Linked DNA regions of Mus musculus: regions 2, 3, 4 and 5 are each linked to region 1. A link is a contact called in public Hi-C, HiChIP or PLAC-seq and promoter capture Hi-C data. All regions are on one chromosome and are shown on one strand. Each heading gives the region's core, a stretch centred on a gene start, on an enhancer-like site or on the middle of the called end of the contact. The rest is flanking DNA. Distances are from core to core; before and after follow the strand shown. Region 1 holds the start of Cd96 (CD96 antigen). Region 2 has its middle 57 kb from the start of Gm41458. Region 3 holds the start of Dppa4 (developmental pluripotency associated 4). Region 4 holds the start of Cip2a (cell proliferation regulating inhibitor of protein phosphatase 2A). Region 5 has its middle 39 kb from the start of Gm5485.

Evidence for each region. Promoter capture Hi-C pulls out the DNA fragments that hold promoters and counts their contacts. A called contact is a pair of places that touch in the nucleus more often than the background predicts. HiChIP or PLAC-seq counts read pairs in DNA pulled down with a chosen protein or histone mark.
Region 2: a contact with region 1 is called in an H3K27ac HiChIP or PLAC-seq map of regulatory T cells, with 41 times the contacts expected there. The contact joins the enhancer-like site here to the promoter of Cd96 in region 1. A contact is called at or near these places in 7 of 39 promoter capture datasets (the 3T3-L1 cell line, cranial neural crest, embryonic stem cells and 4 more), 6 of 484 Hi-C or Micro-C datasets (CD8 T cells, cardiomyocytes, cerebellum and 2 more) and 7 of 115 datasets of contacts at active chromatin or transcription factors (T-cell acute lymphoblastic leukemia, double positive thymocytes, memory CD8 T cells and 3 more).
Region 3: a promoter capture Hi-C map of stem cell-derived epiblast-like cells shows a contact between it and region 1, with 6 times the contacts expected there. The contact joins the promoter of Dppa4 here to the promoter of Cd96 in region 1. A contact is called at or near these places in 7 of 39 promoter capture datasets (the 3T3-L1 cell line, the C10 cell line, cranial neural crest and 4 more) and 2 of 115 datasets of contacts at active chromatin or transcription factors (T-cell acute lymphoblastic leukemia and embryonic stem cells).
Region 4: a contact with region 1 is called in an H3K27ac HiChIP or PLAC-seq map of double positive thymocytes, with 28 times the contacts expected there. The contact joins the promoter of Cip2a here to the promoter of Cd96 in region 1. A contact is called at or near these places in 4 of 39 promoter capture datasets (3T3-L1-derived adipocytes, cranial neural crest, hippocampal neurons and 1 more), 2 of 484 Hi-C or Micro-C datasets (CD4 T cells and CD8 T cells), 5 of 115 datasets of contacts at active chromatin or transcription factors (T-cell acute lymphoblastic leukemia, double positive thymocytes, epiblast stem cells and 2 more) and 1 of 9 other capture datasets (liver).
Region 5: a contact with region 1 is called in a Hi-C map of cerebellum, with 4 times the contacts expected there. The contact joins the enhancer-like site here to the promoter of Cd96 in region 1. A contact is called at or near these places in 4 of 39 promoter capture datasets (cranial neural crest, hippocampal neurons, pre-B cells and 1 more) and 1 of 484 Hi-C or Micro-C datasets (cerebellum).

Annotation. Positions count from the first base shown.
Region 1 is chr16:46,117,512-46,122,790 of GRCm38.p6, reverse strand. Cd96 (CD96 antigen) reads left to right here and starts at 2,543. Exons shown (of 15, transcript NM_032465.2): 1 at 2,543-2,759; 2 at 4,752-5,105. The coding sequence starts at 2,699.
Region 2 is chr16:48,668,575-48,673,900 of GRCm38.p6, reverse strand. No RefSeq gene overlaps it. Among named protein-coding and RNA genes, the nearest start is that of Gm41458, 57 kb to the right of the region's middle. Within about 2 kb of position 2,385, at least 39 of the 459 cell types and tissues checked have an H3K27ac peak or open chromatin away from gene starts, as enhancers often do. A contact at or near this core is called in CD8 T cells and regulatory T cells, where this site is marked.
Region 3 is chr16:48,281,350-48,286,619 of GRCm38.p6, reverse strand. Dppa4 (developmental pluripotency associated 4) reads right to left here and starts at 2,885. Exons shown (of 7, transcript NM_028610.2): 1 at 2,779-2,885. The coding sequence starts at 2,802.
Region 4 is chr16:48,990,359-48,995,854 of GRCm38.p6, reverse strand. Cip2a (cell proliferation regulating inhibitor of protein phosphatase 2A) reads right to left here and starts at 1,667. Exons shown (of 21, transcript NM_172616.2): 1 at 1,476-1,667. The coding sequence starts at 1,577. Dzip3 (DAZ interacting protein 3, zinc finger) reads left to right here and starts at 1,713. Exons shown (of 32, transcript NM_001110017.2): 1 at 1,713-2,065.
Region 5 is chr16:48,370,488-48,375,390 of GRCm38.p6, reverse strand. No RefSeq gene overlaps it. Among named protein-coding and RNA genes, the nearest start is that of Gm5485, 39 kb to the left of the region's middle. Within about 2 kb of position 2,675, at least 9 of the 459 cell types and tissues checked have an H3K27ac peak or open chromatin away from gene starts, as enhancers often do. A contact at or near this core is called in cerebellum, where this site is marked.

The DNA.
Region 1 (5,279 bases), core at 1,294-3,793:
CACAAGACAACAAAACCAGACCTATGTTAATTTCCAAGTGAAGAAGAGAAGCCATGCTTTCTAGTCTGGACTCGAAAGTTCTCTGTATTACAAACTTGCTTCTCTGTAGCTTTGTTTCTCATCCAGCAACTGCCTCAAACAGTTTACACACACACACACACACACACACACACACACACACACACACACACACACATATACACACACACAGTGTCTGCCTTGAACTTTAGGGCTCCCAAGTGTTGGTATCTCCTACTTCCTCTGCTGGAATAACTCATTCAACAGTCTCTTCCAGGATGACTTCTGTAGCATAAGGCCAAACTCAGATTCCATACTTGAGAGGATCCTGGCCACTCCCTCCCTAGGCCTCTCCCCCTTTTCTCCTGCATGTCCTTTGTCTCTCAAGGGAGAGTTATTTATTACCTGGGTGTAACTTTAGCTTGGTTTGTTTCATTTTGTGACACAGGAGGATTCTCTTTCCTGAGAATAATGTCAAGCAGAATGTCAGGTTTCTGGAGAAGAAAGCCCATGATTTTTCCATTATATTTAAAATGACCTAGAGATGTATGTCTTTAGTGATCCCTGAAAGGTCACAATAAATATTTTTTAATTAACCGAATCCTTGAGTGCTGTGTTTTCAAGCACACTGGGAACTGCTCACAAAGCCTAACACTTCAAGTAATTTATGTGAGTAGGTAAAAAAAAAAAAAAATCTAGTTATATTTGAATTGATCACTGTAGAACCACAAAAAAAGGGGGGGGGGGTTTACCTCCTGCTCACCTTTCCACTTCTCAAAGCATCTTCTTCGAATTGAGTAATTTGCATAGACTGTTTAAAAACGTTGTCCAAACACAGTCCTGGCTTGCTTCTCTAGCAGAAATGAATGTGTGTGTGTTCTAGCTCCCCTTTGTAAATAATCGCATTTGTCTCAGAAGTTCAAGAAGTTCAAGGTTGCTCTTCACATTGTGAAACTGACAGCTTCTGTTTCATATGCAGCAGGCTGGAATATCAGGCAGAAGAAAGGCTGTGCGGTTTGGGATTTGGTGAGCAGAGAGGATAACAGGAAAGATTGATATGGCTTCATAGAAGAGTTATTTTTAAGTACAGAGAATGCCTATCCCCCTGCTGAAAGGGCCTTTAGAAAATATTACCAAGACAGAAAAGCTGTGGGGGCCATTCCCACCACCTGGGATAGCCATTCTGGTCTGCAGGCTGTTGCTGCCACCTGCTGCAAGCAGGCAGCCATGGAGGGGCTGTCACTTGGGTCTTGCCACTTCAGAATAACAGATGCATTCAACGTGTGTGGCACAGCCATCTGAGAAGTGTCTTCTCTAAGAGTCTAGATGGATCCCAAGGGAAAATTAGTAAAAATCTGATGGGTTCAGGCCACAGAAATTCCTAGGTATTAGAATCATGAACCATGAATCAAATAAATAGCTAAGACAGATTGGACCAACCGACACCCAAGTGCCTCTAATAAACCACCTTAGCAAAAGGCAGGGATTCTGTGAACAGTGAACCTCTAGTTCTGAAAAATCACACTCTCTCGTCTTAATGAGGCATTCTCCTGCTCTCTTTTTAAAAGTTTCCTCATTTTAATGCAGTAAGAGTCTAAGTACTCCAAGTAAGAATTCAGTAAATTGGGGTTTTTATTGCAGTTTTACAACAGGTGTAGTAAGAGGTGACAAAGTTCCTCTCCAAGTATATAATCTGTCTTCGTCTAATAGGGACACCAAGTCACAGATCAGAGTCTTTCTAACACATCTCCTGGAAGGCTTTATTAAGTCCCATCACTGACTTAACAGAATTCCCAGCTGCGATGAAGAAAGATGCCCTGAGCAGTTACATCACTTCCTGTCCTCCCTTCAAGGATCTGAATTGCTAACCCTCCCTGGAAAAGTCATCAGGACCACCTGACTTAACATACCCACCGACACTCTGTGTAGTTTAGTTCTTTATGGTTTTTGGATTAGCCAGATAAAGCTCTTAGACCTTCATTTAAAACGCCTCCTAGCTGTGACAGTGAGCAATTTCCCCATTTGGTCTCCAAACTGGTAAGGACAAAGGGTAGGAAAGACCCCCTAACTTCTCCCCTCCACAGAAATGTGGATTTACCTACAAGGAACTAGACAATAAATTCAGTTGGATAGCTGACATTACTCCCAGTTATTCTTCAGGGTTTATTAAAATCAAATATGTTAACCATTGTTCTTTCACCCTGGGGCTATTCAGGAAAGAAAATATATCTTATGATTGGACTGAAAAGCTATTACAAGAGGCAGCAAGCTCGTGTTTGCTAAAGGACTTTGTGCTCTTGAAAGGAAATGTATAAAAAGCACAAGGGGACTTCTCTGCACAGTTTCCTTTGTTTCGATTTTAGAAGCAGCTTGACTGACAAAGAAACTGAAGGAGAGAATCTTGGGATATGGAAGCGTCTTTTAAAGGTGAGACAGGCGCAAGGTTTCAGAGAACAGTTTCCACATTGTTCTTGTGAAGGTTATACTTAGCCCTGAACCACACTACTTTCCTGTCTGCATTTCATTTCCTGGGGACTTGCCAAGCGATCAACAGCCCCAACCCTGTGGTAGAGTTGAGGTTTTTGAGCACGAATAGGGTGGCTAGCGTTTGCTTAGCTAGAAACAGCAATCGCCTCCTGTGATCATTACAGAAATGCTGGCGTGAGCTCTTCGGGAGACAATGGGGAGAAAATGGACATATTGTGTTGTTTACACCATCATCCAGATACAGTTTTTCAGGGGTAAGACTTCCGCTCACGCTGGTCTTTTCAGATGGCTGCTTAGGGACCCTTTGCTCCTTTGAAATGCTTCAAGACTGCTGCAGGAGTCGATCACTGAAGGACAAGCTGTTGCTAAGGTTGTCAGTTAGCTGCTTAAGTGGCAGCTACGGGAAAGATGCTAGAGTCGATACAGGATTCCTAATGAGCACAAAACCTAAGGAGGAAACAAACAGCGCCATTGCTCTTGTCTCTCTTTACCATTTCTCCTCTTCAAAGAGTCTTGAATTATGGGAAAATTGTGTGTCTTGGAGAGGAAATGTTCCTGGATCATTATAAAGACAACGGCAGAAAACTAAGACACCCTATAATCATGTCCGTGGTCAGAAAGCCTTGCTCAGCTTTTAATCCTCTCTCAGGCATTTCTTTTCAAATTAACAAACAAGTGTCTCTCCTCCCTAATACTAATGTCATTAGTGGTTGGATTTATGTTAAGCCTAACTCAGTTACATACAAGGAGTACCTTGCAAAGCCAAGGGGAGCCCTTTATGACCATGGGAAATGAAACCTAAAAGGTCCATTTCAAAATGGAAGGAGGAAAGCTTAGTTCTGAACCCCGCAATACAAGATTCGTGCTGAAAACCCGAGCTATGCATGGCAATGAAGATCGCTAGAGTTTCTGAATCAAAGACACGTTGGAACTGGTGATCCAGATAGGCTCGGATGCATGTTATTGAAGGGTCACTCCTGGGGAGTTACATTCAGATGTATAACCTCTGTCTACACAAACTCTGTGCATCCACAAACGTATAATAATTCCTATCCATCAAGTGTCTTTGTTTCTTCTTAGCAGCTTGCTGTCTTTTTATCTATTCCCTTGTGAGCTCTGGGGGACTTGTCCCAGTAATGTATTACTTCTGTGATGGTAAATTTGAAAAGGGCATCTGAAGCATTTCTGAAGACATATCAAAGGCCCAGTGCTGAACAAATTTTGAGTGGTCTGTACCATGCAGTCAGGTTGCCGATGGGAGAAAGAACCTTTCATATCTAGCGTTTCATGAGCTGGTTAGAGATGATACCCTAGGGAACATTTACCTGAGGCACCTGCTCCTTTCTCCTTGGGAGATGTAACTACATGGAGATGAAGGTCCCTTCATCCTCAGAGAGAATGTCAAGTTTCTTATTCTACTCAGCCAGACTGAATGTAGGAAGCAGTTTGGAGTTGCGAAGTTAATGCTAAAGGAAAACTACAGATGTGACTGATTGTGAAGAGAATTCATCTTCTCTTAAGGGAGTCCATCTCTGAATGCTCTACTTCATTTCTCACTGCTTTTCTTTCCTTTTTGATAAGGGAGCCTAATAATATTATCTTATGAAGCATGAAGATTTAAAAGATAGCACGTATAAAAGCCTCTTATAAACACATAATATTTTAAAATAAAAGCCCACTTTATTATAACAGACTTGCAAATAAAGTTTGAAAAGAAAACTATTATACTTAGACTAGTTATTATATATGTAGATGCAGAAAGGTCAACAGTAAGCATGTGTATTAACGACTTCATGCTAAGTTTGCTGGGGCACTTCTGTCTTTAAACAGACTTAAGTTATGAGGCTGAAGAGGGAATTCAGCAATTAAGAGCACTTGCTGCACTTGTAGAGATTGGTTCCAGTGCCCACATCTGGCAATTCATATCCAGCTGTAATTCCAGTTCATGATGGATCTGTGGGCATTTGCATTCATATTCACAAACAGACAGATACTCGTACATATAGGTAAAAACATAATAAAATATCAGTCTTCAAAGATACTTAATTTTATTCACCATCAGTGACCCTCAGTTACTTTTTGGACAGACCAACAAACAGAAATAGGCATGTGTCAACAATTTCTTCTACTTATCTTAAACACACACACACACACACACACACACACACACACACACACAGTGTGCAACCTATAGGGGCACCCCAGGGGAATAACGCAAACTAATTATTCACATCTTTCCTTTCCAGGAGTGTGGGAAGAGCTATTCAATGTTGGAGATGACGTGTATGCTCTACCTGGTTCTGACATCAACTTGACCTGCCAAACAAAGGAGAAAAACTTCTTGGTACAGATGCAGTGGTCCAAGGTCACAGATAAGAATGACATGATTGCTCTTTATCATCCCCAATATGGCCTCTACTGTGGGCAGGAGCATGCCTGTGAGTCACAAGTGGCTGCCACAGAAACTGAGAAGGGTGTAACAAATTGGACTCTGTACTTAAGGAATATCTCTTCTGCCCTGGGTGGAAAGTATGAGTGCATCTTTACTCTGTATCCAGAAGGCATCAAGACTACAGTCTACAACCTCATTGTGGAACCCTGTGAGTATAAACTTCCCACGGAACGATTTCTCTGCTTTCATGAACCTTTCATTCATTTAGTGAATACACGAAGACAGCAGACACTGTCTACATTTGGTATTGAACACACAAAGACCTAGCAGAAAGAAACACTGTCTAATAAGGGAAGTAGCACTGATCAAATAATGATACAGG
Region 2 (5,326 bases), core at 1,136-3,635, 2.6 Mb before region 1:
ATCTAACAACTTGAGAAGTGTCTAAGAACCTCAAGAGAAAGCATGGGAGGGCCACTCCCTGAAACTGACTGGTTTATTACTGATACATGGGGAAGGGGTGAGTGAGGAGGTACAGCAGCCACTGAGAGCCCATCCCTCCACCCCTTCCTCACTAGCCAGGTAAGAAGGAAGGCTCTGGAATTCTCCATAATGCATATCCTCTACTTGATCCAGAACCCTCAGGGTAAGTGCAGTAGTAGTGGCAAGGATGGGCCCTGTCCCTCTCAGCCTTCCAAGGTCACTGTGTCTTGGAGTCTCTCTCAGTCACAGTGGTACTGGTTTTACAAACCTTTCCATTCAGTTTCTCATTCTGAGCATGTCTTCCCAGCCAATGTGAACACAGAATACTTAAGGGATGTTCCTGTAGAGCAGTGACCATTGGTAGAGTGGGCCTAAAGTAAAGCTGACTGTGACTGTTCAGGCTAGAAGAATTCAAAGCAGACACACACACACACACACACATCCCACCTGCACACACATACACACCACCTGCACTAACACACACACACACACACAAACACACATCCCACCTGCACACACACACACACACATCCCACCTGCACACACACACACAAACACACATCCCACCTGCACACACACACCACCTGCACTCACACACACACAAACACACATACACAAACACACATCCCATTTACACACACACACACACACACACCACTAAATAAGTATTTTTTAAAGGGGGGGGCTTTTTTTAAATGTATTTGAGGTCTACATGCTTTGGATTGTACAAATGTGACCAGACAATTTCCTCTGCAGTGGCTTCTCCTTTGCATGCTTCACGGCTGTCAATCCTCTTCTACTTAAGCAAATATTGACTTTCTGTCTTTATTACTTCCTCACTTTGATCCTCTGTGTCACAGGACTGTCTCTATCCAACAGAAACTATTTTAACATCACTTATTGACACCTGTAATGGTTCGCCATCATAGGCTGAATGTGAAATGTCTCCCCACATAAGCTTGTATATCTTTGAACAGGTTATGGCACTGTGTTGTGAAATTATGAAACCTTTGGAACATGGGGCCTCAGCAGTGGCTCAGGCCACCACTGTGGGACAGACTTTGAGAGCTATTATATGGTCCTGCTTCCAGCCTTTTATTTTATTTTTTTTTTTAAGTTTTATTATATGTGAGTACACTGTAGCTGTCTTCAGACGCACCAGAAGAGGGCATCAGATCTCATTACAGATAGTTGTGAGCCACCATGTGGTTGCTGGGATTTGAACTCAGGACCTCTAGAAGTACAGTCAGTGCTCTTAACTGCTAAGCCATCTCTCCAGCCCCTGCTTCCAGTCTTATTATTTGTTTCCTAGATGGGTAAGGTGCCAGGGAGATGGCACTCTGAAGTGCCCCATGCCTTTCTCACCATGACAGAGAGATATACCCTGGAACTGTGAACTGAAATAAGCCTTCCTCCCCTAAGTCACTTATGGTGTGTGTGTTGTCACAGCAACAGGAAAGTAAGTAGACAGTCACTTACATTAGGCAACACAAACACCCCTAATAATCTCTCATTTAAAGAAAACTTTATCAGTTTTAATTCCCCAAATACAGGATTTAGTGATTTACTCCTATTCCAATACATATATACATATACATGCATAGTTTTACGTGTGTATTGATTTTTGCTTAAAATGTGATTTTTAAAGCCAGGGGAAATAATAGCACACATAATTCTGTAGTGCCTTTTAGGAACTGTGATACATCTGTTCTTGTCATAGTCTTCCAGTTCAGAAGTCCCATTTTTTAACCTAAGCTCTAGTCTGAATATCATTTTTCTTCTATAGGCACTTTAAATTTATTTACTTTAATCATGTTCCTGTGTGTGGGTCTGTGCATGTGAGTTGTGGGTGCCCACAGAGGCCAGAGGCAGCACATTTCCTGGCGGCTAATGTCACAAGTGATTGATAGCGGTCCAAAATGGGGGATGGGAAGTGAATATGGTTTCTCTGCAAAACCAGTGTGTTTTCAACTACTGAGCTATTTTTCTAGGCCTGCGTCATTTCTCTTTTTAATCCACACCTCTTTGTCTTAAGGGGCCTTCTAACCGCTGTCCTCCTATTATTAGCAGCTGTGTTTGCTCGTGCAGAATTAACCCCAGATAGCAAGCAAAAAGCCCTGCTGCCTTCTTCTGGCTCATATTATCTGGGGTTGTAGACACTTTTCTCTCAGGATAGTTCTTTCCCTAAGGACAACAGAATCCTCATACTTCTTCCAGGGATGCTACTCTCTACCTAATTTTTCTTTGCACAGGAAGCAGCTCCATTGATAGTATCAAACATCTTGCCTTGATGACTTAAATTTCATTTCATACACTGTTTAAAATACCCATATACCCCACTTCCTCATAGAAAAACTGAACCTTTTTACATTGGTGTTCTGAAATCATCTGTTCTCTCTACTCCAATCTCTTATACCTTTAAGATCAAAAACAAGGACAAAACCTACAGCAATTTTTACCTATTTGATGATGCCATTTTCTGCTGCTTATTTGAAATAGGGATTTCATTTGCAATGCCAGCTGTTCTATCATTCCCTATGAGTTCATGTTAGCCAAGGAGATCCCAGAGGCCCCAGAAATAATGCAAGCTATTGCTGTTGCCTTTGGCTGCCCACCAGAACTTGATCTGAAGACTCAATACTACAGACATCACACACTTTGGACATAGGACACAGAAAAATCAAGATGAACCTGAATTAGAAGCTTCGTGCCTGCTGACTAGCATTCATGAAATTGCAATGTGATAAGCAAGCTGTCAAACTAGAAATGCCATCAATGGTCTTACCCAGCTGGGACCACTGCATGCTTCAATACCAACCTAGTACATCAAGTCTCTGTGAGGGTAGGCACATCTACTAAGGCCAGACAAGGCGGCACAGCTAGAAGAACATATCCCATGTACAGGCAACAGCTTTTGGGATAGCCCCTTCTCCAGTTGTTCAGGACCCATATGAAGACAGAACTGCACATCTGCTATAAGTGCAGCGAGGCCTAGGTTCAGCCAGGACATGTTCTTTGGTTGGTGGTTCAGTCTCTGAGAGACCCCAAGGGTCCAGGTTAGTTGGTTCTGTTGGTTTTCTAGTGAAGTTCCTATCCCCTTAGGGGCCAAAATCCTTCTTATTCTTTCATAAGAATCTCCAACCTCCATCCAGAGTTTGGTTGTGGTTGCCTGCATCTGTCTGAGTCAGTTGCTAGGTGGAGCCTCTCAGAGGACAGCCATGACTGCAAGCATAACAAGAGTATCATTAATAGTGTTAAGGATTGGTGCTTACCCATGGGCTTACGAGTCTCAAGTTGGAACAGTTATTGGTTGGCCATTCCCTCTGACTCTGTTCCATTCCCCATGCCTGCATTTCTAGTAGACAAAATAAATTTTGGGTCAAAAGTTTTGTGGGTGGGTTGGTGTCTCTATTGCTCCACTGGGGTTCCTGCCTGGCTACAAGAGGTGGCCTCTTCAAGTTCCACATCCCCAATGCTGTGAGTCACAGCTGAGGTCATCCCCATTGATTCCTGGGTGCCTCCCTTATCCCAGTTCTCAGTTTTTTCTTTGATATGAGGAAGAAAATTTTAAAAGATGGTCTTAGTTGTTTTGCTAGAAAGATATAATAAAGTTAGAATCAAGAATAGAATGTGCCCACTCCTCATAATAGAAAGTAAAGGTTGCATAATAAGAAATGCAATGAGCTTAAGTAATGGCTGCATAATAAGAAATACAATGAGCTTTCATAATTATACTAAAAAGAGGAATAGGTTTGGGACAAATTTGTGTTCAAGGAAAAGCATGCAGGTCCAAGGGTGAAGCCACAGTTGTGCACTATGATAAGATAAAGCTATGAGAAACTGTTGTTTTGGACTTATAATGAGCATATAGAATGCAGCTCTGCTTTGAAGTTAATATCAACATCCTTCTGTAACTCCTATTTTCTGTGACATTTTTCTTTGAGGCTATTTTCTCTAAGAACTTTTGTCTATTAAAAAAATGCCAGAGAAAATAAAGATGGTGTGATATTGTGTCGTGGTTGGACTCTACCCCATCCATCCATCTATCCATCCAAATGTCTGTCTGTCTGTCTATCTGTCTGTATATATGTTTTTACACTTAAGAATTAAAAGAGCTCAGAGTTTCTTTCTGGGCATTCTTGCCAGCCCCAACTAATTAAGTTTTCTTGTTCCTAACAACAGAAAGAGCAACTGAATTTGATTGGTTGGGCAAAAACACATCATTTACATTCAATGTCATTTGATAAGGATGGATCACTGGGGGAAGTCCCTAATCCCCAAGTCCTGATTGGTTAAAATTACAACTGTAACTTGGCCCAGATGCTTGCAGGTTTTATACTTATAGGTCCTCTTCAGCTCCTACTTGGACTGCCAGAAGAAACAATTCTCCCCAGTCCTTGTCTGGTAGCCCTGATAGATCAGTGACTCTGCTTATGTGGTGGGAACAATGAAAGATTTTATTGTTTTTGCGAACCCATTGGTGTTTTCTTTCTCCTTTGTCATGGTGAACAACAAACATGATGTAAGAATTCCATATTCACCCAAGTCCCTTACACAGTCTTTTATATATGTGAAAGTACCAACCAACACACATTAAAAAGAAATACACCCAATAAACATTTACTCAGTCGAACTGCACTTAGTATAGAACACTGAAATAGTAAAGTTATAAAACCCAAGAACCATCCAATGTTGCCTTGAAATTTCGTTCTTTTAAGTAAATGATACTTCCTAGCTATGTCAGCCAGAGAGCAGAAGCTTTAGCACTGGGGTCTATGTCAATATTATGAAGCACCATGTTGTAAAGGCCTCAAGACTTAGAGGTTTCTGGCTGTTGAGGGCTTGAACAGCCTGCAAGCAAGCAGAGTTCAACTTTGCTGGATGCAAATGCTTTCTGCAGCATTTCTATGCCAATGTGATAGATTTGGGCAATGTGTTGGTATAAGTTTTGCTTCCTAACCTGTTCTAGCTTTTAAAAACTAGATGAAAACATCATATGTGGTACTTAGTAATGAAGCTTAGAAATTAAATGAATTGTCGAGGTTTGGTTTAAGATAGTACCCAAGAATACATTCAACAAATTAGGCAACAAAAGATACAAAGAGACCCTTACGAAAGATATTGTCTTTGTCATGACCATAAGAATCATAAAAAAAGAGGTATAGCTCTCAGTTTCAGGTTCTTTTTGTGCCTTAGGGATGAGCATAAGAATACGGCCGGGAGAGCCAGAGAAATGGCTTGCCATCAAACCAGATGATTTGGGATT
Region 3 (5,270 bases), core at 1,636-4,135, 2.2 Mb before region 1:
CCCAATCACAAAAGAACACACATGATATACACTCACTGATAAGTGGATATTAGCCCAGAAACTTAGAATATCCAAGATACAATTTGCAAAACACATGAAACTCAAGAAGAATGAAGACCAAAGTGTGGATGCTTCGCTCCTTAGAATGGGGAACAAAATACCCATGGAAGAAGTTACAAAGTTTGGAGCTGAGACCAAAGGAAGGACCATCCAGAGACTGCCCCACCTGGGGATCCATCCTATATACAACCACCAAACTCAGACACTATTGCATATGTCAGAAAGATTTTGCTGACAGGACCCTGATATATCTGTCTTTTGTGAGGCTATGCCAGTGTCTGGCAAATACAGAAGTGGATGTTCATAATCATTTATTGGATGGAACACAGGGCCCCTAATGAAGGAGCTAGAGAAAGTACCCAAGGAGCTAAAGGGAACTGCAACCCTATAGGAGGAACAACAATATGAACTAGCCAGTACCCGAGCTCGTGTCTCTAGCTGCATATGTAGCAGAGGATGGCCTAGTCAGCCATCATTGGGAGGAGAGGCCCTTGGTCTTGCGAAGATCATATGCCCCAGTTCAGGGGATTGCCAGGGCCAGGAAGTGGGGAGCAGGGTGGGGGCAGGGTATAGGGGACTTTTGGGGTAGCATTTGAAATGTAAATGAAAAAAAAATCTTAAAAAAAAAAAGAATAGAAAAAGAAACAGGCTTGGTGACATACAACTGTAACCCTAGGCTAGGACCAAGGCCAGGCCAGCCCAGACTTGTAAGACTATCTTCGTCTTTGTTTTTTAGAGCTAGGGTTTTTCTCTAAGTAGCTTCCCTGGCAGTCCTGGAATTAGATTTGTAGACCAGGCTGGCCTTGAACTCAGAGGCCCGCCTGCCTCAGGGTAAGTGCTGGGATTTGGTCCACAGGCCCGCCCCCTATGGGACTGTCTTAAGGAAGGAAGAAATCCAAACTGAAGCTGTATTAGCACCTGTGCAGTGAATGCAGAGGAGGCACCAAGGATGTGACGGATCTGTCACATCCTTGGTGCCTCCTCTACCCAAGCTTAGGCTACAGGATAAAACTAAAGGATGAAATAGGTATGAACAGAGCAACAGAAGATAATGAAAGCAACCGGATAGTGGTCCACTCTTGGACAAAGAAAACCTTACTCTGTAGTCTCACACCCAAAAACTGTTTCCCCTAGTCCTTGGTTCTAGGCTCACCCAAAGAAATTTGTAGCCAGAGTGATGTACCAAAGGCACTGTCACTTCCGTGGCTTGATTTCCCTTCAGAGCCTCTCAGACATGGCCTAGGGACAGTTTCCAATTGTTAAAACAGCCTGGTGATGTGTTAGGACCCACCCACTCCTCCTTCAGTTCTTACACCTCACTGTCCTCCGAGTCTCAATTCAAGGGTTATTTTGCTGGAATCTCAAAAATCTACCACATGTTACCTCATTTCCATGTGTCAATTAATTCCATCTGATTTTAAACTCCATAAGAATGGGGTCCCTCTCCCTTTTATTGCTGAGGATGGATAATAAATATTCAGTTTAATTAAGGGAACAACAACAACGACAACAAAAAAATCCCTAAGCACAGAAAGAAACACACACACACACACACACCAAAAAAAAAAAAAAAAAACCTAACAAATATTAAGCCTCTTCCAGCATATACACGACTAAACACACTCCTTGCCTCATTTAATCTTTATATAACTTCAGAACCACTACTGTATTTTCAACATGGAGGGCCAAAAGTTAAAAGCTTATTAAAGCCAGGTGGTCATGGCACATGCCTTTATCCCAGCACTCGGGAGGCAGAGGAAGGCGAATCTCTTCAGTTCCTGGCTAGCCTGGTCTACAAGAGTGAGTTACAGGACAGCCAGGGCTACAGAGAAACCTTGTTTCAGAAAGAAAAGAGAGGGTGGCACCCGGGAGGCAAACCAACCTGGTTTACAGAGCGAGTCCCGGGTACCCAGGACTACAGAGAAACAAAACAATAACTCACTAAATAAATAAGTAAAACCACCAGGTCACTTAGCTCCAAAACCTAGGTCTTTTCCACCCCCCCCCTCCTCCACCCCCGCAATTGTGGAAGTGACAATTTAGCATTTCCTGTTACTTGACACCTCAGTTCTCTCCCATCACAATAGGGACCGGCTTCCCAAGGACTAAGATTTACTTTTGCACAACCTCTTTATAAAGGATTCACTTTAGGACTTAACAAAATTCTTACAATAAAGAAAGATGAAAATGGCTGGCGGTTTCTTGGGGAGGAGTCCAGGAAAGTGCTCAGCATCCTATCCTGGCTACTACAGTTAGGAACCAGCAGGTCTGCCATGTCAAAATTCATAGATTCTGAGGGCCTATGGATAAATTAAGGGGCCTGGAAGCCCTGTAGCAGGCACTTTTGGGTTAAGCCCTCGGGTCCTCTCAGGTTAACTGGGGACTCCTTCCGAGGCTACCCAAAGCCTCAGTTTATACCCTGTTTTATCCCGGGACCAGCTACGGGATTCTAAATTCCTTCCTAACAAAGCATTCCTTCCAAAACACACCCTCCTCTCCTAACACATCTACACCCGGGCCCCAGGGTCTCGCGCAAGGCCACTTCGAGCGGGCCCGCCAAGCCACACACCTGCCTTTAAATAATAATTTTTTTTAAAAAAACAATTAAGGTTGTAACAAATTGTAACGCTCATTCTTCTCTTCTCCAAACAATGGCTGGCTATACTCAAAAATGAGGGGCCCTCATTTGGAAAGCCAAATTGTAAAAACAGTTCTCACCTTCTTGTCTCCAGCAGTCTCCATCTTGAGAATAGATGAATCCTCCGAAAGAAAGTTCTCCCAGCTTCCAAAAGACCTCTGACCTCAGCCGGCTTTTCAAAATCTCCTCCTACTTCCTGTTGTCTTGAGGCCCTCTTCCGTTCCCCTCCCCTTCTGGTCCCACCCTCAACAAAATTGTGATGCTAAAATCTCCTTTTGTGGCTGATTTTAATAAAATCCCCTTTTGTGTGGTTTAATTATTAGGCTTGTTTCCTCGAATTTTTTTTTGTTTGTTTTGTTTTGTTTTGTTTTTGAGGCAGAGTTTATCATTTCTTTGCCTGGCCAGAAATGCGCTTTGTATATTGTACTGTCTCAACCTCCGGAATACTGCGATTTAGAGGTGTGAGCTGCTACCCCCTGCTCCTGGCAACTGTAGATCTGGGATATTTAAAACTGTAATTATTGCTGGGCGTGGCAGCACACACCTTTAATCCCAGCATTAGAGATGCAGAGGCAGGTGGATCTCTCTGAGCTCCTGGTCAGCCTAGTCTACATAGTGAGACTCTATCTTAGAAAAAAGAAAAAAAAAAAAAAAAGGGAAGGAAGGAAGGAAGGAAGGAAGGAAGAAAGAAAGAAAGAAAGAAAGAAAGAAAGAAAGAAAGAAAGAAAGAAAGAAAGAAAGAAAGAAAGAAAGAAAGAAAGAACCTAAATATTGCTAAGGGAAAGTGAAGTTCCTAGAGAATTCTGAAAAGACTGCAAATTTATCTAATGGAATTAGCATCCTGAACAGGAATGAAAACAACCCAGTTGCTCCAGAAATCCTTTTCCATGAGATGGCAGGGGGTGGGGGTTGCATTGTTTTGGTGGTTTCAGGGCTCACCCTGGGCTTTGTTTCTGTGCACCAATCAATCTACCACTGAGCTACAATCCCAGCCCATAAAATTACAACTCTTTTAATTCTTCCCCATCCAACCCTCCTTTTTTGAAGTCTCCACGGACCTGCAGCATACTGAGGTCTTCCTGTCTCATCCTCCTGACTGCTAGGATTCAAGGTGTACCCCACCACACCTGGCCAGGGCTTGAATTTCTGATCTTCTAGCTTCCCCAGGGCTGGAATTCAGGCCACCGAGCCTGGTTCAAAACTGTAACTTTCTATCTGCCAACTGTTTTTTTTTTTTTTTTTAAAGATTTATTTATTTATTATATGGAAGTACATTGTAGCTGTCTTCAGACACTCCAGAAGGGGGAGTCAGATCTCGTTATGGATGGTTGTGAGCCACCATGTGGTTGCTGGGATTTGAACTCTGGACCTTTGGAAGAGCAGTCGGGTGCTCTTACCCACTGAGCCATCTCACCAGCCCTTTTTTTTTTTTTTTTTTTTCTGCCAACTGTTAAAAGGTTTTGTCGTTGCTAGTTGGTTGGTATTTGATAACAGGGTTTCTCTGTGTAGCCTGCTGTCCTGGACCAGGCTGGCCTCGAACTCACAGAGCTCCTCCTGCCTCTCTGCCTTCTGAGTGCTGGGACTAAATGCACGTCCCACCCACCACCAGACATTCCCTCCTTCCCCCCCCAAAAGTTTTTAAAGTCTACTGAGTATGTCGTGAATCCTGGTAATAAAATTCCGTCGCTGTTGGTTTCCCTTTTGCAGATGACGAAGATTTGTGGGAAACTACTGGTAACTTGCTTGTCCAGTAAATGAACATCAAGCTTGGCTTAAAATAAAGATCAAGACTCTCTCTTCCGATGTCAGCACCACCCTCTCCCACAAAAACAAAACAACACAACAACAACAACAAAACCAACCAACCAAGCAAACAGGAAAAGTTCCTTTGGGCTCTTCTCTGCAAGAGACCAGAGATGTGAAGTGAGAGACTGTGCGTTTAGAAGTGGTGACTGAGCTGGGTGTGGTGGCGCACGCCTTTAATCCCAGCACTCGGGAGGCAGAGGCAGGCGGATTTCTGAGTTCGAGGCCAGCCTGGTCTACAGAGTGAGTTCCAGGACAGCCAGGGCTACACAGAGAAACCCTGTCTCGAAAAACCAAAAAAAAAAAAAAAAAAAAAAAAAGAAGTGGTGACTGTGGGATTCAGATCTACACTTGCCACCTCATAGAGGTAAGACCTGTGACTTACCTGTAGCTAGTATGATGGAGCGGTGAAGTAAATGAATCTCAAGTTAGAAGCTAGCCTGTACTAGACAAACTAAGTGTCTGAAATAAACAGGGGCAGACCACACAGTGGTAGAGTGCTTGATTAGCATACTGAGTGAACTAGGTCCAATCCCCAGGTAAATTGCTCACCCCCACCCTACATTCCCCACCCCCTCCTCCCCATTCCCCACCACCCACCCCAGAACAGAATTCTTTTTAAGTCCTACAGCCAGATCTTTTTGTTTGTTTGTTTTAAGATTTATTTATAGCCGGGCGGTGGTGGCGCACACCTTTAATCCCAGCACTTGGGAGGCAGAGGCAGGAGGATTTCTGAGTTCGAGGCCAGCCTGGTCTACAGAGTGAGTTC
Region 4 (5,496 bases), core at 418-2,917, 2.9 Mb before region 1:
ACATGAAGCATTACTGGATGTGGGCTGGATGGCTCAGCAGCTAGGTGCATGCACTATTCCGCAGACAATCTGAGTTGGAGTAGCAGTACCTCAAGGAGTTCACAGCTGCTATCAAGACCAGCTCCAGGGAACAGAGCCTTGTGCCTTCTGAGGGTCCTGCCCACACATGCGCATACATCACACACAGACAAACATTTAAAAGAATATTAAAATAACAAAAAGAGGAACATAAGCCCTTAAGACCTGATAGTTCTACTGGTAGGTTTATAAAAGAGGGTTGCGTTCAACCATAATAAAAATATATGACTGGAATGCACTTATTCTTAATTCCACACAGTTCTGAAAACAATCCAAATGTATTTTTGGATCCGTGGAACACTTACATAAATATCTACATAAATACTTACACATAAAAAAAGGAGTCCTGTTTATACATACAACCTGAATGAATTGCCCTGATTATCTTCGGTGAATGAAGCCACTCAATATTCAACAAAGAAAACAAAACAGACATAGAAAATAGGCACTTGTGATATCTATTCCAGTTGTCAACTAAGGCTACATCTGGAATGAACTAAATCCAGAAATGGAGGGCACATCTGCCCAGATCTTGAGGCTGGAAGACACAGGCTTCAGACATGGGGCGATGTGCTTTTGATCCAGATCTCGAGGCATAGTGGCCATGAAAAGCGTAGGCCCAGGCAAGGTAGTACATACCTTTAATCCCAGGGGAATGAGACAAGTCTCCTGAGTTCAAGGCCAGCTGGGATTGCAAGTTCCAAATCCAGGTGTGGTGATTCATACCTTTAATCTGGGCTCTACCTCCTACTGGAGGACTACATAAGGACAATGGAAGAGGGAATTCTCACTCTTCTTTGCCTGCTTACACTGACTTTCCAGTTGGAACCTACTTCTTCAGGATTCCCGCTTACACAGATGACCAGCGAAAACAACTAGTGTTGAGGGAGTGAGCAACTACTAGATTCCTGGACTTCCCAGTCACAGCTAGCTTCCCCACTTGTTGGGTTAGTAGGAGCGAAACTTTAAGTCCTTACAATAAATCCACTTAATATAAAGGGATACTCCATAAGTTCTGTGACTCTAGAGAACCCTGACTAATACAGCACCTTAAAAAAAGATCCGGAACACACACACACACACACACACACACACACAGTGCGCTCGCATACACCCCAAAGCCTCCTGGTTTGGGTCCGTACACACACACACACACACACACACACACACACACACACACACTGCGCTCGCATACACCCCAAAGCCTCCTGGTTTGGGTCCGTACACAATCCCCTCCTGGCACCCACTCGTTGCGCACACCCAGTCGCTGTCGCCAGTGCAAGGACAGCGAAGCAGCTGCAGGTCTGCCCAGGGCGAGACCTCCATCTTCCGGCCCCACAAGAAAACAGGAGGGGACCGAAGGAGGGGACACCCACTCGCACCCCGAACCTCCTTACCTCCAAGTGCCTCAGCAGCTGAGTGGCGTTCGCCTCCGACTTAACGGCCTTGTACTGACTGATGCTCAGGAGCAGGGACTTCAAGCAGGCGGTGGAATCCATGCCGACGAGCCGGCCTGTCAGCGACCACCGACACCAGCCACCCTCTGTCTTCAGCGGTCGCCGCGCATTTTTTGATTTTTTTTAAGCCCCACCCCTCTTGCGCCTGGCAGCTTCCTGTTCCGGTCGGACTCCGGAAGTCTGGGAGCAGCGGGTGGGACTGCAGTCGGTGATTGGCAGGGTGGGCCTGGGTTCCAGGCGCTGGGGTTGCGGGAAGGTGGCAGGGAGCCATCCCCTCCCACCCCCGCCGCAGTCCCCCTTTGGCGGAGAGGCCGCGAGGTTTCGGCTGGAGGTCCGCGAACACGCGGGAATCTCGCGAGACGAGCTCGTGCGGGCTCATTCTGTGGAGGGCTTCTGGGGCGAACGGGGGTCTCCGTGCCGCGCGGGCTCGGTCCCCGGGCCTTCCTCGGCCTGGGCGCGGCGGGCTCGGCTTTCCGTGCGTGCCTCAGCCTCTGCCCGAGACACGGCCGCTCCCCCCTAGTCTAGACACGGTGAGGAACTCGGAGCCGCCGAAGCTGGGGGTGGGGGCGTAGGTTTGGAGGCGGCGGGAGAGGGGCCTCAGGTTCTGCGGCCCTGGTCCCTGGTGGCCGCAGGCGACTCGCGCAGGCTAAGACCTGTGGCGGTCGGGGTTCCGTGATGAGGCAGCCGGAACTTTACGGTAGGATTTGTCAGAACCCCCCATAGAGAGAGAGCATCCCGGAGTCGCTCCCGGACGCGTTCTTGTCAGCTTTGATGTCTGTAGGCTGAGGGGCCTGTTCTTGTCTGGCGTGATTATTTTGCACATTTCTGTGGCGTCAAAAAAAAAAAAAAAAAAAAAAAAAAAGAAAGAAAGGCACCGTTGAGAATTTTATTATTATTATTATTTTAATCGGAGGTAATGATGTGCACGGATCTAATAACGAAGTGAGTCAGCAACTGGTTCAGGAGCTTAAGCTAGGTTGTGGGATCGAGTAAATGCCCATTTGACTAAGTTCTTCTGAAATTGTGGGAATTCAGGGAACGTTCCTTTTTGTTTTTTGTTTTTTTCTCGTTTGTATTGGTACCTTTTAAAGACGTCATTTATGTTCATATTAAAAGAAAATAAAAGTAAAGCTAACTGATGGCTGGAAAAAGATTGTGCCGTTGAGATAGTCACATGAGAGTTTGTAGCTAGTGCATTCATTCATGCATTCATTCATTCCATTTTAAACAAACATGTATAACGGGGCTAGGGATTGACTGTCACTCAGAACAAAGATGAGGACGTGGTGCCTGCGGAGAAGCAACCATCTAATAATAGTCCAAATAGGAAAGTACTGTTGGAATTCACTACATAAACGAGGAATGCGTCATCACTAAAACGAAGAGCAGCCAGTTTGCTGACAAGTATTTTTGCACCTTTCTCTTTGTGTCTCTGCATTTTACTGCTTTAGGCTTTTCATGAAGTGAAACCTAAGAGTAGACTATTTTACACGATAGTTTATTCAGTAAATTCTTATTGAGCTTCAGAAATAGTAGCCTTTATTACAAAGCCAAAGTGCTAGAAAGAAAAAAAAAAATGATCTCTTCCATTGACATAACAGGCATATCCCCAAAATGATGCTTTGATCACTGATGCGTGTGTGATGCTGATCCAGTTAGATCATACTAAACTGAAAGCTGAATGAATGATCTCTTCCTGTGACCTAGTGACATCTTACTTGCCACAGTGTCATAACTACACAGCAGCAGCATATGAAAGTATAGCACATACTGTTATGGATGGCACAAATAAACTACTAATGATTCATTTGTTTACTGATCCATACTTTTATCATTACCACTTGTATTCATAGTCAAAACACAAGCTTAATAGTATATGCCATGTAAAACCAGAAGTATCTTCATACAGCTGTTGTTTACCAAATCTCTTATCATATTTAGGCCATGCCTTATAAATGTGTATTGGTGGTCTTTTACCATGTTTGTGCAACAGTGAAATAACTCAGTGACACATATCTAGAATACCTATTAATTAATACCTATTAATAAGAGGTACATGACTATTCTGTTTCCTTTACCAACCATCAAGTTCTAAAATTTAGCTATCGTTATTGGTCAGTCCATAAAATTGTTATTGGTCAATCCATAAAATTCACCTTTCACTTTTGAAATGTACTTAAGACTTTTCTTTCCATTTTACAGAATTCATAACTGTGTTAAAAGTAGAGGTCTTGATAATTTGAATAGTTTCCCTCTGTCTTGCCTTGACCTTTTGTTTCACACAATTAATACACATTTTTAATTCAGTTCCTAGATAAAGACATGAGATGTCAGAGTATAATAATCATTTTTAATAACTGTTTGAAGGCCTGCTTCTTTGAATAGTGTAAGGTCCTTTGCATGGCTCATAAAAATTTCTTGTTTAAAGCCAGGCTTGGTGGCGCACGCCTTTAATCCCAGCACTCGGGAGGCAGAGGCAGGCGAATTTCTGAGTTCGAGGCCAGCCTGGTCAGGAGCTACAGAGTGAGTCCAGGATAGCCAGGGCTACACAGAGAAACCCTGTCTCGAAAAAAAAAAAATTCTTGTTTAATTTATGTAATAAGTAGATTCTTGTTTTGTGAACAAGCAAGAAGCTTTTTCTAAGCAAGCAGTGGATATGTCTAAATTAAAATTTTAGTTTTTTTCTTATTCATTTTATATAAGCATAATACCTATATATAACTAACAAGTTAATTGATTTTTATATTTTCAGTGTGTTCTCAAACTTTTAATTCTTTAGAGATGTGTGATCAAATAAAATTTATATTTTTTAAAAACTGGTTAACTTTAAGAGATCATTCAGATAGGCTTGAATTATTCATTCCAGTACCACAGGTAATATCTGGCACTAATTGTTCTGATTTACTTCATTGATTAGAAAAATGCCTAGCAAAGGTGAATATGACTAGTTCACTATGAAATATTACATATAATTAATTATATTTGCATACTATTTGCTGGCCAATATTAGGCTCATATGGTTTTGTTTCTGATTGTGTCTGAGCAGACCTATTTGAACTCAATTTGCATACTTATATAAAGTCAAGTATGTCTAGAAGTCATGGAAAATAGTGGAAAGAATATGCATTTTGCATGATTTTCTGCACTCAGTAATTTATTAGTAATGAGTAATTCTGTCTTAGTTTTGCAGCTTTCATAATGCATTACAATAATATCCTTCATAGCTTTGTGCAGGGGATGCGTACTCAGTGTACATATTACATAGTCCATAGTTTCGTGCACAGGAGCTGAAGAAATCTTACAGCGAAACCACATAATATAGTTTAATATGAAAGGACATTTTCATATCCAAAAGCTTAATCTGTCTTCTCTCCTAAAAAAATTAACCCTTTTTTAGGATAGTAATATGCCAATTTTCTTACATGGTAGAACAAGTTGAAGATAGATAGAGAGTAGGTTTTGTCACAGTTAATCGGAAAGCCAAGTTTATGAGGGTCTGCCACTCCTTTGATGATTGCCCTCTTTTCCTCTTTTATATCTTATTTCCCTTTTGTCACTGTTAACTAAGTATAATGACAACATATTTTTCAGTTGCTAAAGATACTCTATCCATTGGTTCCTACTTGTATTTGTGAACAACATGGTTTTAGCAGAGCTATTAATAAATATCTTAAACTTGAGGAGTAATTAAATAGCCATTTTATTCATGACATCTTAACCTATGTATAACCATTGTAGGTACATTCCATATACTAAAATTCATATTCATATCATGTAGATGCTGTGGTCAGAATGTGAAATATCCCCCATAGGCTCATGTGTTTGAACACTGAATCCCCAGCTGGTGGCACTGTTGGGGAGGCTACGGAGCCTTTAGGAGACGGTGCTTTGCTGGAAGAGGGTGTTCACTGGGTACAGGCCTTGATGTCTTATTGCCCCTTATTTCCCATTTACTATCTGT
Region 5 (4,903 bases), core at 1,426-3,925, 2.3 Mb before region 1:
GTAAAATAGATTAGAGGTTACAGGAGCTGTGGAGGAAAAGTAATTGAAAATGGTTACAGAGCTTTATCTAGACGCAATGAAAGGTTTTAGAACCAGCGGTGATGACTGTACGACATGCATGTAGTTAATGCCACTGAGTGAATTAAAAGGTAAATTCTCTATATATTTTGCCACAATATTACAACTTTATGGGGTTAATAAAAAGCCACATTAGTTTAAGAGAAGACGGGCTGGAGAGATGGCTCGGTGGTTAAGAGCACTGACGGCTCTTCCGAAGGTCCTGAGTTCAAATCCCAGCAACCACATGGTGGCTCACAACCATTGGTGATGAGATCTGGTGCATCTGAAGACAGCTACAGTGTACTTAGATATAATAATAAATAAATCTTTTTAAAAATCTATTTAAAAAGAAGAAGAAGAAGAAGAAGAAGAAGAAGAAGAAGAAGAAGAAGAAGAAGAAGAAGAAGAAGAAGAAGAAGACGACGACGACGACTACAGAGCATGGCATGGTTTAACTTGGGTTTTGCAAAGACTATTTTAGTCATGGTATCGATTAAAGGAGGTTAGAAGGCACCTAAGCCATCCAGGAGGGCACAGATAAAACTGTTAAAAAAACGAACATAAGCAGACAGATTAGAGCAATGGAAAATTTGGATCTGGGATTGATATAAGAAGAAAGGACGTCACAGGGTGTCGTGTAGACAGGGAATGCTAGAACAGATTCAGATCTTGATAGGACAGACTTTGAGTCATGTTTTGCCTAGAGAATGAAGTGGACTTTTGCTATGAAGGGCCAGAGCTCAAGGAAAGGAATGGAATAGAAGCATAAAGCAAAGACTCAAGCTTCTTTTTGACAAAACTGTGATGCTGTTGAAGCCACCAGACTTGCTTATCTAGACAAGTTAGGGAGAAAATACAAGAGTGAAGATGATCACGTGACAAAATGTTTGACATCAGTGATAATTATTATGGACCTAACATTTGGAATTTTATAGAGATATAAAAAAAGACAAAGACAAATGCAGCCCAGGATTGCCAATGCATGTGACTTGAAGGAACTAGACTAGAGCTAACCTGGCAAGAATTGGTTTGTCCCACAGAGAAGACAGTACGGTTATGCCAGGCAGGAGGTGGAAAGGCTATACTGACAGGTTGGATACTTGAAAGGCTCAATAAACATAAATCTGAAGATGGTGAGTGTTGTAACAACAGTCTAACATGACTGTACAGCATCAACTTGGGGCGTTCTAAACTGTCTCTGCAAGCTCACAAAAGGCTGGTGTGTGACCCTCACTCATGAAGCAGCCTGGATGCTCAACAAGATGCCAGTACCCCTGAGGAATCTCTATTCTGAGAGCCAACCACCATGCCCAACTTGGGCTAACAACTCTCCACTCTGCGGAGCACTTGTGCTCTTCCCCGTAGGTGGGACCACCTGGCCACTGAAAGCAGCCATTAAAGACCCAGAGCCAGCCATGATACCCGCAGAGTTGGCTAATGGAAATGGAGATTGTTCAAAAGGGAGCACCTCCTGGGATGCAGAGCTCTGTGGATCCCTCTCAGGCACAGGATGAAGCATTATCACCATCCTTTCCTCCTGCTGAGTCAGGTTCGGATTACACTCCAGGTCACTATGGGAACCTGGCAGAAATGAGTGTCTGGCTCTTTGTATCAGTCTTAGCTTCTTTAGCTCACATCTATCCTTCGGTGATGGCTCTTGTGGAAGAAAAAAAAAATGGATCAGGAAGGAAGGACAAAGGGAAGGAAGGAAGGAAGGAAGGAAGGAAGGAAGGAAGGAAGGAAGGAAGGAAGGAAGGAAGATCGCAAACAGGCAATTTCTTGTTGAAGGCAATGTAATCCACTAAAGGCAATGAAGACACTGATACTCTTCTTGAGGCAATTTAACAGTGCAGTAACCAGTCCCTTAGAACTGATATCTTCATCCTATGCCAAGGAAGTAGACACACTTTAAATGTGGTTTATATGTGGCTATTCCTTATGGAATGATCTAACATAAAAACAAAATGGGGAAAAAAATAACATCCAACAATTAAAGAATAGCCACACGAATTCTGCTATAGTCATGCACAGTGATGTTACTTACTCATCAAAAGTGTTTAATATTTGATATTGTGATGTTAAGAAATAAAGCCCACAGAGGAAACAATATAGAGGGTGTAGTTAAGGCATTTCTGCATACAGAGCACTTAACAAACAGAGACTTAACAAAATAAATAGTAGTTTTCCTTATGGTGTGCAGGATAGTAGGTGATCGTCTTAATTTTCTAGCTGTGTGTACAAAACTTATACCAAGACTATATCCTTATTTTGTCTGTAAATAAATACATGTATAATTAGAAAGAATAGGAGGCAAACCAAAAGCAGAAGGGTAAATTGTAAATTATAATCAAATCTCTTACAGATACATTAATTCAGATTTATGTTACAATCTGTTCTGCCTACCCACACAATCCTTGCCTTTTCCCTCCCCCAAATCACCACCACCATCCCTAGCTTGTGGACATTAAGGACGTGGAAGCATCTTTTATATTTGCCATAAGGCAAGCTGGTTGGAACGGACGAGGAACAAACCATCTTTCCTCATGAGTGTCAAACTGTTCTGAGCAAGGCCCCTGTCCTATCCAGCCTACTATGACAAAGTATGGCAAGGCCAACTGGGGGCAGCTAAGGCTGACAGCTGGTGCCCTGGGCTATGTCAGCCTTGCTGAGTGGCCAGGCAACTTAAAAAGACAACAGGAAACAGATGGCCAGCCTGGTCTCCTCTTTGGCTAGTCTATGAGGACCATCTGGAGGAAAGAAAATCGGTCCGCTGCCTGGTGACGAAGGTGCTGTGGTAAAGCCCAGTCCTCACATTTTGCAGTGTGTAATGCCCAGGGAGAAAGTGAGGGAGATCTTTGGGAATTAATGAGAAACAAAGACTAGTGTCACAGCTCATGCCACACAAGGAGCCATTACTAAAGGGCACAGTGTTCTTGAGCCAGGACCCCACAGAATTCCAAAACCCTTGAGACTTATGGTCCTGCGAATGCTGCCCAGAGATGCTTTCAGTCAGGGCTTCAGACTAGAATTCCCATCTTTTACTCTGCTTGTAGGTCAACTTCTCCAGCATTGTTCCATGTCTCTGAGTTGACCCGACCATCAGTCAATTCTGCTGGGATGTCCTCTCTGCTTGTACCACATGTCTTTGCATAACTTTAATTTTGTAACTAAAATGCTGGCTTGTTCAAATGGAGGTAATAAACCCCAGTCCTTTCAGTGTGGCTTGGGGTCTTGGTCCTGAGAGTTAAAACTGTCATGAAGGCTGTTCCCATGTGAAGACAAATGGAAAATGACAGGGAAATCGAAATGAGAGACTGCAGCCCCTTCTGAATGCTCTCTGCATTCTGTTTTATTCCTGCAGCCCAGTAACTTGGGAATCTATAGGCAGTTGTTAATGGTTACTAGAGGAAGGAGAGACATTTTCTTCAGTGGTGTAGCTATGGTAATATTCCCACGCTCCTGAAATCACAGCTGTATCCATGCTCCAGTAAGTAATTCTAATGAAATTCATGGCGTCATCAAGAAGAGACAGGAAAGCAGAAGAGAGATTTAGAAAGAGGAAAGGGATCAGTGTGGGTAGCAGGGAGATGAAAATGATCGGGATTCATTACATACATGTATGAGTATGTTATAATGAAGTCCATCATTACCTAATAATATATAGTTTATATATGCTGTTAACATAAACAATGGGCTGACATTATTACTCAGTGGTAGAAGGCTTGTCTAGCATGTGTGAGGTCCAGCACTGAAAAAACAAAAAATAAAAAGAGTGCAAGAGGGCTGGAGATGTGGCTTAGTGGTTAAGAGAACCAAATGCTCTTCCAGAGGTCCTGAGTTCGATTCCCAGCAACCACATGGTGGCTCACAACCATCTGTAATGGATGCCCTCTTCTGGTGCGTCTGAAGACAGTGAACTCATATATGTAATATAAATAAATCTTTAAAAAAGAAAAGAAAAGAATTCAAGCCATGTATCAAGGGTAGTAAGATAGAGGCTCTAGACACTGATGACCACAGGGTTACTACATTGTCCTGGAATTCCTACTTCATAGCTGTTTTTAATGTATTCAAATTTGCATCTTCTATAAGATACTGATAGCTTTTTCCTGTGCCATGTCACAAATCGAATCCTAATGACATGGAGACTTGGAAGGTATGTTGTGACTGCCAGGCTGGAATTGTTACATTGTATAGTAAAAATAAATAAGCAAAAAAAAAAAAAAAAAAAAAATACACGCAGAGATTCTTTGAACAGACTGAGGATTGATTATTGAAGAATTGGAATGTCTTTGCCCAAAAGGACACCATTACTTTGTTGAAAACATACATAGAGATGAGTTTTAAAAGGGAAATGGGGCTAAAGAGATGGCTCAGCCATTCAGAACACTTGCTCCTCTTCCAGAGGACCTGAGTTCAGTTCCTAGCACCTATTTTAGATGGCTTACAAGTACCCATAATTCCAATTTCAGAGGAATCCAATGCCTTTAGCCTCTAAAAGCATCTACACTCATATGCTCACGCCCACGCGCGCGCGCGCGCGCGCACACACACACACACACACACACACAATTTAAAAACTCAAAATGAAATCTTAGAAACAGGAGGGGAGGGGAAGGAAACACGGCTGGGGAGACGGTTCAGCAGTTGAAAGCACTTGCTGCTCTTCAACTCTTAGAGGATCAGGGCTCAGTTCCTAGCACCCATAACTGCTCACACCTGTAACTACAGCTCCTGACGGTCTTCTGGACTCACAAGCATGCATACACATGGCTTCCCTTCACACACACACACGTACACATATGTAAAACTAATAAAAATAACCCCTGCTTTGAAAAGAGAG